2 separate regions of the Zea mays genome follow, and region 2 is linked to region 1. The links are chromatin contacts, called in public Hi-C maps. All regions are on one chromosome and are shown on one strand. Each heading gives the region's core, a stretch centred on a gene start, on an enhancer-like site or on the middle of the called end of the contact. The rest is flanking DNA. Distances are from core to core; before and after follow the strand shown. Region 1 holds the start of LOC103634514 (abscisic acid receptor PYL4-like). Region 2 holds the start of LOC100384795.

The links. A called contact is a pair of places that touch in the nucleus more often than the background predicts.
Region 2: a contact with region 1 is called in a Hi-C map of root tip, with 3 times the contacts expected there. The contact joins the promoter of LOC100384795 here to the promoter of LOC103634514 in region 1. A contact is called at or near these places in 8 of 25 Hi-C or Micro-C datasets (bundle sheath, ear, leaf and 2 more) and 1 of 3 datasets of contacts at active chromatin or transcription factors (leaf).

What each region holds. Positions count from the first base shown.
Region 1 is chr1:46,069,318-46,074,945 of Zm-B73-REFERENCE-NAM-5.0, forward strand. It overlaps LOC103634514 (abscisic acid receptor PYL4-like), which reads right to left and starts at 3,318. Exons shown (of 1, transcript NM_001319727.2): 1 at 2,201-3,318. The coding sequence starts at 3,241. The coding sequence ends at 2,579.
Region 2 is chr1:46,237,576-46,243,203 of Zm-B73-REFERENCE-NAM-5.0, forward strand. It overlaps LOC100384795, which reads left to right and starts at 2,686. Exons shown (of 2, transcript NM_001177241.2): 1 at 2,686-4,601; 2 at 4,695-5,613. The coding sequence starts at 2,795. The coding sequence ends at 5,368.

The DNA of each region.
Region 1 (5,628 bases), core at 2,068-4,567:
TATATTGATATTTGGCATAAACATTGATGTGATCAATGAAATCAAGTCTTTTCTATCAAAGAGTTTTGATATGAAAGATCTAGGAGAAGCTAATGTGATTCTAAACATCAAGCTGATCAAGGCAGATGGTGGGATTACTCTCTTGCAATCTCACTATGTTGAAAAGTTTTTTTAAAGCGATTCGACTTCTCTGATTGCAAGCCTTCTCCAACACCTTACGATCCCATTGTGACACTGCGAAAGAACAAGAGAATTGGTTTAGATCAATTAAGATATTCTCAGATTATTGGTTCACTCGTGTATCTTGCTAGTGCAACAAGGCTTGAGCGCTCAGCGTTATATTATAGATCCGGACTTGGGCAGTCGGCATAGGCAGAGCGCTCAACGCTATAGGCTAGGTGTTGGGACGTTGGGCTGTGAGATGCTCGGTGGGTGGTGGGCCACTAGGCCTATCCAACTTTGGGTGGATGTATGCTGAGCTAGAGAAGTGGAGACGGGATTTCAGGAGTTTGGAAAGCACCACATGCCACAACTTATTCAAGCGGATCGGGTAGGCAGGTATCGAGGACGGGGAGTGACAAACTATACCTGAACTCACTAGACTCGATTGGGAATGAATTTGTACAATTTAACTTCCTGTGGGGATCAAATTAGCTCCATCCCTATCCTTTAACGGATGAATTTCTTATGGGGAATCGGTGATCGGGTTTCCATTACCATCCCTAACGGGAACGCAGGACTTGAGATGTCTAGCTGGTGCGTGCGTCTCTAGTGACTGTCGTTGCACGTTCTACGTCGGTTCATTCGTTCATAAAGGTAATAGATGACATACGATTCCTCATGCACACGACACGCATCGTGTTACGTACGGTTCGTACATAGCCTGGCCGAGAAGCCGTGAAGGGTCCAGTTTGATATTTTGTTGTTGCTGTTGAAAATTTTCGAATAAAAACCATCTTTGTTTGTTTTTTTACTAGATGAATAAAACTAGAACAGATTGAAACGAATATACGAAGCAAACGGACGGGGGAAAAGAAGCTTCCTCCCCCTCGGCGGGAAAAAAAGAGAGGAAGAGGTCCAGTCCGTCCGGCAGATACGGTAGTACAGCAGCCCGTTCCAGAAGGCAAAAGAAGCAAGTGGATCGATCGGGTGGAGGAAAAGATCGCCCATAAGCCAAATTGCCAAGTAGACAGGGGAAATTAAATAAAGGAGCGGAGGGAAGCAGCCGTGCGATGCTAATCACGCGCGATCTGACACACACGCAAGTTGATCGCCCCCCCCCCCACTTGCGCAGTTATTTACGCGCGTCACGTACGTGTGCTGACCTGGCCTGTCCCCGTGCGTGCTCCCTCTTCCTCCCGCTCTTTCTCTTTTACCGACGACGGCCAAGTTGCCGCCGCCGGTCTCGATCGCAACGTACGCGCAAGTTGCAGGTAGCCAGCGACCTGCTGTCTCTTTTACAACTAACAATAATAATAGCGTGCTCCCGTGTTATCTGTATAGGAGAAATGCTAGTAGTAAATAAATTATTAGAAGCGAGGTCAAGGAGCGCTTTGGAAACGGAACGGCCGGTGGAAGAGGGCGGGGCGCGATAGGTGGGTGGTGGTGGTGGTAGTGGTGGATTGGAAGAAGCAAGCAACGACAGGGCGGGCCTCCGCCCGCGCAAGTTGGCCTGGCTGGCTGGCTGGGACGGGTAGTACAGCTCGAGACGTCGCGACGCGCCGCAAGTGGGCGGCACTTTGGCCGCGCGCACCCTGGGTTTCGCTTATCGTCTCAACAAAGGGCTCCAACTCCATCGTCGTCCTCCGGCTCCCCCACTCCTACGGCTACCATGAATGATAGGGTCCGATGACCGAGTGGCTAGAAATCAATCTCTGTACGGACACGGGACACCCCTCCCCCCACCCCTGTGATGATGTGATTGTAAACTAAATATAATGGTGGTCGATCTCTGCTAAACTAGCTAGCTAGCTAGTCGCTTCTCGTGTATGTCGATCGTCGCTTTTGAGTATATGCAGTTTTATATTGGATGCTGCTTTGTGTATACTGCACATATCGTACGTGTTCCAGATAAATCGAACTGATCAGGTATATATGTATGTAGAGATAAATAGATGCATGACTGGCTGGTGTTACTGTTGCTACTTCCTCATCAGCTTGCTGCGTGTTACAAGCTCGATCGATCGAAAAGTTTCATGCTCTCCACAAACCATATCTCTGTTACCATCAAACATATATACATCCAGAGGAATCGATCGTGCGCCAGAACTTAGATCTCTACAGATTTACTTGTCATCTTGTTGATCGTCTCTCGAATCTCTGCACAAGCGAGAGTAGCTAGGGAGGGCTTGCTGTGCTGTGTGTCTCTCGCAACAACGAGAAAAAAGAATAATAACGAAAACCAAGGGGGACACTAATGTGAAAAGGCCAAAGAAGAAGGAGAGAGAGAGAGAGACAGAAGGTCACGCGCCGTACAAACACGCATCCCTCCTCCCTCCGATCCGGTCCTTCCTCCCCGGAAAAAAAAAGAAAACCATCGATCACCCAACGGAGATGGAGTCCCCTCCTCCGTCCACGCCTACACGGCCGCGAGCTTCTCGGCGGTCGTGGCCAGCGACTGGAGGTTGCACTTGACGATGGTGTCGACGAACACGCGGGTGTCCTCGGGGGTGTTGCCCGGCGGCACGTCCACCACGTACGACTCCACGACCACGGTGGCGGCGTCGGGCGCGGCCGGGGACGGGTGGACGGTGGTGACCGAGAGGTAGTTCCGGAGCCGGTGCTCGCCGCCCACGACGCGGAAGCTGAGCACGTGGCTCTCGTCGTCCAGGACCTCCAGGCGCTCGCGGCTGGACGCCGCGGGGAGCCCCGACACCACGCGCACCTCGCGGAGGGTGCCCACGCCGCCGTCGCCCGCCAGCAGCGCGCAGCTGCGCACGAACCGCTTGTACACCTGCGGCTGGTCGAACCGCCGCACCACGGACCACACCGCCGCCGCCGGCGCCGCCACGTGCTGCACCACCGCGGAGCAGCACCGCCCGGGCCCCGCCGCCGCGTGCTCGTGGTGCCGCGCTGCCTCCGCCGGCACCTCGCCGTCGTGCGCCCCGCACCGCATCCCCCCCGCGCTCGCCGCGACGGCCGCGGCCACCTCCGCCGCGCACCCGACGCCGCCGCCGAGGACCCGCCCGCGGCCGTGCTGGTGCGGCATGCCGCCGGGGCTGGACGCCTGGATGCACGGCATCTTTGCGGCTAGCTGCCTGCTTGTCCTTGTCCTCCTGCTCCGATTTCGTCTCCTGATCTCGTGTGCGCTGGAATTTCTTGCGGCGACGGGTTGGGGTTAGTGAAGAGAGGTTGATCAGGGGCACAGCCATTTATATATGCAAAGTGGGCCAACTTGTCCTGGCTCGCACTGTTGCATATGGAGTATCCAGTTGTGTCATGTGTGCTCACTTTAATTAATTCGACTATAAATCATCTTTAAGTGGGCTCTACATTTTAGCAATTTGCCCAAGTTGCATTCTTGGGGGTGAGGGGACCTGTACCTGTGGGCTGTGGGGTGGGGAGAGGAGGACCGGAGGAGGGGTTTTGCCTTCTTGATATTTTTTTCGATAATTTAACGAGAAAAATTGAAATATCTTGGAGACTGGCCGCTAAGGAAGTGGGGGTAAATAGGTGGTGTCATGTTTTTTTTTCACAATATCAAGGAAATATGACATGCACCTATAATCTATACTATACTTAAAGCACCAGTTTCAACGGTCGTCGCGCGTCATCTTTTTTACAAATAACCTCTCACAGCTATTTCAAATTAATCCGTTGCACGTCTATAAATGGCTAAACGGCGGCCCGGCACGGGCCAGACGCGCGCGGGTCACAACTCTGACCCAGGCACGTCATACCGGCCTGCTGACTGTTCCGAGCCAGCCCGTTAGTCCGTCGGCCCATTTGATTAAATTAGCGTAAAAATGTTAAAATATAGTGCAGGAGGTGGGATTCGAACTCATGCCCTAATGAAAGAAGGGTAGGAGACACTAGGTAAAGTTATCTAACCAATAGAATATCATGCTCAAATGTTTTTAATATTGAATATAAATTATATATATTTATATACGTTTTTTGTAAAATAAAAATATATAATCGTGTCGAGCCGGACCAGCACTACGGACCGATGCTACAGCTCAAGCACGACACGACGTTCTTGACTCTTGCAAGCATTAGGTCGTTTCTGAGACCACATTGACGCAATGGACTCTATGGTGTTTGAGGTTGCTGAATTGGATGGAGCAACAATAATTTATCACAATAACAGTAAAATGAAAGGTTATTTATTGGTTTTAAATGTTAGTAATTGCTACAAAGTAGCATAATTTATATGGAGCGCATCCAGTTTTTATTGATGCCTGACTTTAGCAATCACTTCATATTTTGATTTATCTTTTTTATAAGTTTGAGTTCATGTGACTTATTTTAGAAACTTGAGCTCACAAACTTTCTCTTATTTGGTCTTTGTATTGTGGAATTATGTCATTTTACAATCTTTGTGCGTTCAGTCAGTCGTTGTGAACTCTCTTCTAATCGCTCACTTCATTGGCCGTGTTGTACCAAGACATATTGGATGGAGTAAATAATAACATCGGTTAGCTAAATCAAAAAATATTATACGGAGAGCAGAGACAATCAATAAAAAATCTTAAATTTTTTTGTTGATAAGATATATGAGTATTGTTGTAAGCCGTTGCAACGCACGGGCAACCGACTAGTATACTTTTTAAGTGCTACTTCAAACCGCCAGGGCATTTTCCTTAAAGGTTCCATACTGGTGTCAAGTTAATGATATATTCTTTTAGGGTTTAACTTTACCCATCAAGAAAAAAAATTAGCCGCTAAAGATATCCTATTTTCTGGTAGTAAGAGAAAACAAGGTTGCTTTATGTGCTATTAAGGTTAATTCAATTTAAAAACTAAAAAAAGATTACACACGTATTTAATTCTAGACATTTGATAAGGGCTAGAAGTTGTCAATGACGACATCGTCTCTACTCTATAAAGCATCAGTTTCTATGGTTTCCACATTCACGTTATGTCATCCTTCCTCTTTCATGATTTATACAAAAATAAGATAAAGTTGTGAACAGACGAGGGTTAAAACCTTGATTGTAGGCTCTAGAGTTAAACCCACATAATCAACAAAACATACATATTTTTACGTTTTATTGAAACAAAGTCTATCTATATGATATATAGCAGCAGTACCAATGCACAAACATCCATCTCAAAATAGTATTCTTTTTATACTAAACATACATTTATTAGTAAATCTAAGAATGTGATTGATATGTATGTCTAGATTCATTATCATTTATTTAAATATGGACGAAAAAGGACTAGAAAACTATATTTTAGAACAGATAGAGCATTTATTTATGCAACCGATGTTATATGCTCCACCCATTCCAAGATGTATACCATTTCGATCTTATGCTAAGTTATATTTTAGTTCTGAGTTCTGACTAAATTTAAATAAATACATACTAATATCTGTAGTGGACACAAAAGGCACTTACAATACATATTACATGGTGATTTAACTAAGCTTACTTTGACACTTTGGGATATTAATGATTTTTT
Region 2 (5,628 bases), core at 1,436-3,935, 170 kb after region 1:
TCCGACTGTTGTGCCACCCGCCAGGGTGAGGCTGACAGCAGCCGAGTCCAGCCTCAGGCGCCATAGGAAGCTCCGCCTCGCCCGACCCCAGGGCTCGGACTCAACCTCGACCTCGGAAGACGGTCTCCGCCTCGCCCGACCCCAGGGCTCGGACTCAACCTCGACCTCGGAGGAGTCACCGCCTCGCCCGACCTTGGGCTCGGACCGACCACGTTACAGGGGGATACATCATTACCCTACCCCTAGCTAGCTCAGGCTACGGGGAACAAGACCGGCGTCCCATCTGGCTCACCCCGGTAAACAAGTAATGATGGCACCCCGCGTGCTCCCATGACGACGGCGGTTCTCAGCCCCCTACGGAAGCAAGGAGACGTCAGCAAGGTCCCGACAGCCCCGATAATTGTGCTTCTACAGGGCTCAAGCGCTCCTTCGACGGCCACGACATCACATGCACAGGGCACTAACATCTCTCCGACAGCCACGTCGGCATGTACATAGGGCTCTGGCTCCTCTCTGCCGGACAGGTTAGCATATTGCTACACCCCCCATTGTACACCTGGGCCCTCTCCTTACATCTATAAAAGGAAGGTCCAGGGCCCTCGTACGGGGAGGTGGCCGCGCGGGAGGACGGGCTGACGGACGGGCTCTCTCTCTCTCTCTCTCTCCCTCGCGAACGCTTGTAACTCCCTACTGCAAGCGCATCCACCCTGGGCGCAGGACAACACGAAGCCGCTGTTTTCCCCCTCCTTGTGTTCCGTCTCGCGCCGACCCATCTGGGCTGGGGCACACAGCGACAATTTACTCGTCAGTCCAGGGACCCCCCGGGGTCGAAACGCCGACACCCTCCCTTTGCTTATAGGCCAGATTCTAAGTTTTTTTAACTATTAGATGTTTTCCCATTTTTCAGACTTCAAACGTTTAAAAATGGTTAGGTGATATGGCACACATGTGCACGAGTGAGAATGCACCACAACACCAAACCAGACTACTACCGACCTATTCATATCGATACCCATCCAGCCAACCAATCAGAACTAAACATGTGCCAACATGACTGTCCAATGCACACAACAGTATCATCGTTCAATTCCAACAGAAATATGGTCCAACGCGGTCTTGACTGACCGATCACTGATCCGTCGATCGACCAAAGTTAGGACTGATACAGTTGGTACCAATTGATCGCCCGTCGAGCCACATCACCGTCTATTATCAACCGGTGTTGAAATCAGCCTAATTGGGTATCACCCACCAATATCTCCGTCTCGAGGAATCATTTATTCATTTTTGCTATTTGCTATCTATGGTTGAAAGAACTCGAGTCCTTGTCGTGTCCTGACTATCTCCAGCAGACTCACTATTTCACTCACTATCCTACTCTTTATTTTAAAATTCTCTCTTAAATAATGTATCTATAGTGTAAACTATAGTGTAAAACAGTGTTATGCATGAGAAGTTGCGGGAGTTGGCATGAATCCCTGCTGTGAAGTTTGGTACCGGTGCCCTGCACGGCGGTGGCAATTTCTTCAGAAGGCAGATAGGGACTGGCTGACATTGCAGCCCGAAATCCGGGCTCCGAATTCCGTCACAGTGGCATCGGTCGATGTGACTTGTGGCTTCCCACTCTTTCCCGTTCGATAGCCCTTCCCTTCAGAAGGCCGAGGCAGAACTCCTGAGCCGCCGCTTTCGATTTGCCCTTTCCGTCCTTTTTTTGAACCGATCCTTTCGTTGGTGCATGGGTATCTGCACCTAACTTGGGTATTGGCCGTTGGCGTCCTGGCGATGCAGCCCAGATGGCAGGCAGGTCAAAACCCCACACCGAACGGAGGCCATGGGCGTGTGTGCGCCGATGCGCGCCCTGTGCACATTCCTCCAGTACACCACGGCTCGGCGACCATAGCAGTAGGCTAGCAGGGGGCAGGGGCTGGCAGACAGATCCTGAGCAAAATCCATCGGGTCTTCCCGTTGCCAAACGACGTTTTCTGATCTCTCCCTGTGGCTGGTCGCTGACGCACCGGGTCCCAGCGGGCCGTGGGGATCCACGCCCGGCGTCCGCGTGCCGGTGCTGGCCGGCACCGAGCGGGGGCACTAGACTCTCATTTTGCCGGATCGCTGCTCGTCCCGGCCTCCCCCAGATCAGGATCATCGTCATCGATCGATCGCCCGCCCAGCCCCCAGCTCTTGTTAATTACTGCTGCCATTAACTCCCACGCTGCTTTCCATGTACGGGCGCACGTGCTCGCCCTTCGATCCCCGCGCGGCGGTCTCTGTCCGGCGGGCTCCACCGGCCACCGCCGGGGAGCTAGCCGTTGGGGGAGACCAGACCACGGCACAGGACAGGGTACAGACACCCCGCGCGGCAGCGTCACTATCCTGTGGCTTAACTCCTGCTGCCGTGCTGCTCCTGCGCTGAATGGGATAAAGACCGGATTCTTTCCCGCCGCGCGGGACCCGCGGTGTCAGCGCCCGCGTCCGTAACGTATAGGACGACCGGTTTTTAAAACTCCAAATCGTCTGTCTCCCCCCGCACCGCAGACAAGGACTGAGATAGCCGTTAGTTAGCGCATCTGAGTTGAATCGGCCTAGCAGCTAAATTATTCCCTCCTTTTTTTTCCCCTTCTGCCATGCTCCTGTCCTACAACGCTTATATAGAGCGCGCGGTAGCATCGCTTTCCCCGCTAGCCAGAAACCAAGAAAAGCTCCTAGTCCTAGGTTGGAGCGGTTGCGTTGTGCTAGCTACACTAGATTCTAGCTAGAGAGCTAGTAGCTACTTGCATTAGGCTACTAGCCGGCCATGGGTTGCTGCCGCACCGGCGTCCACTGCGGTGCTGGACCGAGAAGAAACCAACTGCGGCGATGTTGGGGTGGTGGGGGCTCGCTCGTGCTGCTATTGCTGCTGGTGGCGGTGGCGGTGCCGGCGCGAGGGCAGCGGTCGGACGGCGTGGTGATCGCGCAGGCGGACCTGCAGGGGCTGCAGGCCATCCGCCAGGCGCTGGTGGACCCGCGCGGGTTCCTGGCCGGCTGGAACGGCACGGGCCTCGACGCCTGCTCCGGCGGCTGGACGGGGATCAAGTGCGCGCGGGGCAAGGTCGTGGCCATCCAGCTCCCTTTCAAGGGCCTTGCCGGCGCGCTCTCCGACAAGGTCGGCCAGCTCGCCGCGCTCCGGAGGCTCAGCTTCCACGACAACATCATCGGCGGCCAGGTGCCCGCCGCGCTCGGCTTCCTCCGGGAGCTCCGCGGCGTCTACCTCCACAACAACCGCTTCGCCGGTGCCGTGCCTCCGGCGCTCGGCGCCTGCGCGCTCCTGCAGACGCTCGACCTCAGCGGCAACTCTCTCTCGGGGAGTATCCCTTCCGCCCTGGCCAATGCCACTCGCCTCTATAGGGTCAACCTCGCGTACAACAACCTCTCCGGTGTCGTGCCGGCCAGCCTCACTTCCCTCCCGTTCCTCGAATCCCTTCAGCTCAACAACAACAATCTCAGCGGCGTAATTCCGCTCACCGTTGGCAGTCTCAGATTGCTCCACGATCTTTCTCTCGCTAGCAATTTGATCGGTGGAAGCATCCCGGATGGGATTGGCAACGCCACAAAGCTCAGAAACCTTGATCTCTCTGACAACCTTTTAGGTGGTAGCCTCCCTGAGTCACTCTGCAACCTCACTTTGTTAGTGGAGCTCGATCTCGACGGGAACGACATTGGTGGACACATCCCGGCATGCTTTGACGGGTTCAGGAATCTGACCAAGCTGTCCATGAGGAGGAATGTCCTCGACGGCGAAATCCCGGCGACTGTCGGGAACCTCTCGGCACTGTCACTGTTCGACGTGTCTGAGAACAACCTCACCGGAGAAATTCCGACCTCCTTGAGTGGCCTTGTCAATCTCGGTTCTTTCAATGTGTCCTACAACAATCTCTCGGGACCTGTGCCTGCAGCTCTCTCCAACAAGTTCAATTCTAGCTCGTTCGTTGGAAACCTTCAGCTCTGTGGCTTCAATGGCTCTGCCATTTGCACTTCTGTTTCATCTCCGCTCGTGGCGCCGTCCCCTCCACTGCCTTTGTCAGAGCGGCGAACCCGGAAGCTCAACAAAAAGGAGCTCATCTTTGCGGTAGCTGGCATCCTCCTGCTCTTCTTTCTACTGTTCTGCTGCGTCTTCATCTTCTGGAGGAAAGACAAGAAGGAAAGCTCGCCCCCCAAGAAGGGCGCCAAGGACGTGACCACCAAGACTGTCGGGAAGGCCGGCACTGGCACAGGCAAAGGCACCGACACCGGCGGGGACGGCGGCGGCAAGCTGGTGCACTTCGACGGGCCGCTCTCGTTCACAGCGGACGATCTGCTGTGCGCGACCGCGGAGATCCTCGGGAAGAGCACGTACGGGACGGTGTACAAGGCAACCATGGAGGACGGCAGCTACGTCGCGGTGAAGCGGCTCCGGGAGAAGATCGCCAAGAGCCAGAAGGAGTTCGAGCCGGAGGTGAACGCACTCGGCAAGCTCCGGCACCCCAACCTCCTCGCGCTCAGGGCCTATTACTTGGGACCCAAAGGCGAGAAGCTTCTGGTGTTCGACTACATGCCCAAAGGCAACCTTGCTTCTTTCCTCCATGGTAAGCTCACTTGCACAGTTCTCTTTAGACTTTAGCTATCTGTTAGCTTCTTTTTTTCTGCTTAACGAAACTTCGCCTTTTGTATTATCGCAGCTCGTGCACCGGACAGCAGCCCGGTGGACTGGCCGACGAGGATGAACATCGCGATGGGCCTTGCGCGGGGATTGCACCACCTACACACCGACGCCAACATGGTGCACGGCAACATCACCAGCAACAACATCCTCCTGGACGAGGGGAACGACGCCAAGATCGCCGACTGCGGCCTGTCGCGCCTCATGAGCGCGGCAGCCAACTCCAGCGTGATCGCCGCCGCGGGCGCGCTCGGCTACCGCGCGCCCGAGCTCTCCAAGCTGAAGAAGGCCAACACCAAAACCGACATCTACAGCCTCGGGGTGGTCATGCTCGAGCTCCTGACCGGCAAGTCGCCCGGGGACACGACCAACGGCCTCGACCTGCCGCAGTGGGTGGCCTCGGTCGTCGAGGAGGAGTGGACCAACGAGGTGTTCGACCTGGAGCTCATGAAGGACGCGGCCGCGGGCTCAGACACCGGCGAGGAGCTGGTGAAGACGCTGAAACTGGCACTGCACTGCGTCGACCCTTCGCCACCAGCGAGGCCCGAGGCGCAGCAGGTGCTGAGGCAGCTCGAGCAGATCAAGCCCTCGATCGCTGTCTCTGCCGCTTCGTCCTTCGCCGGCGAGCCGAGCCATACTACCGCGACCGCCACCAGTGTCACGGACGAGACGAAATCTACAGTTACAGAGTAGTCGGCCTCTTGCAGACTGGAACTTACAGCTCTCAGTTACTTTACTTACTTCAGGTTCTTAATAAGTAGACTTCAGAGTCTATATGTTTTTCAGTCTGTACAGTACAGGTGTAGGGGGTAGGAGAATTTTGGTTGCCATGTCATTCTTTAATTCCTGAATTCGTTTGTACCTGCCAGAAGCACTCCATGTTATCAGAAGATGATCTGGAAGTGCTGGCTTCTGATTAAGTTTCAGTTTAACATTTGGCTCTTCCAAAACAA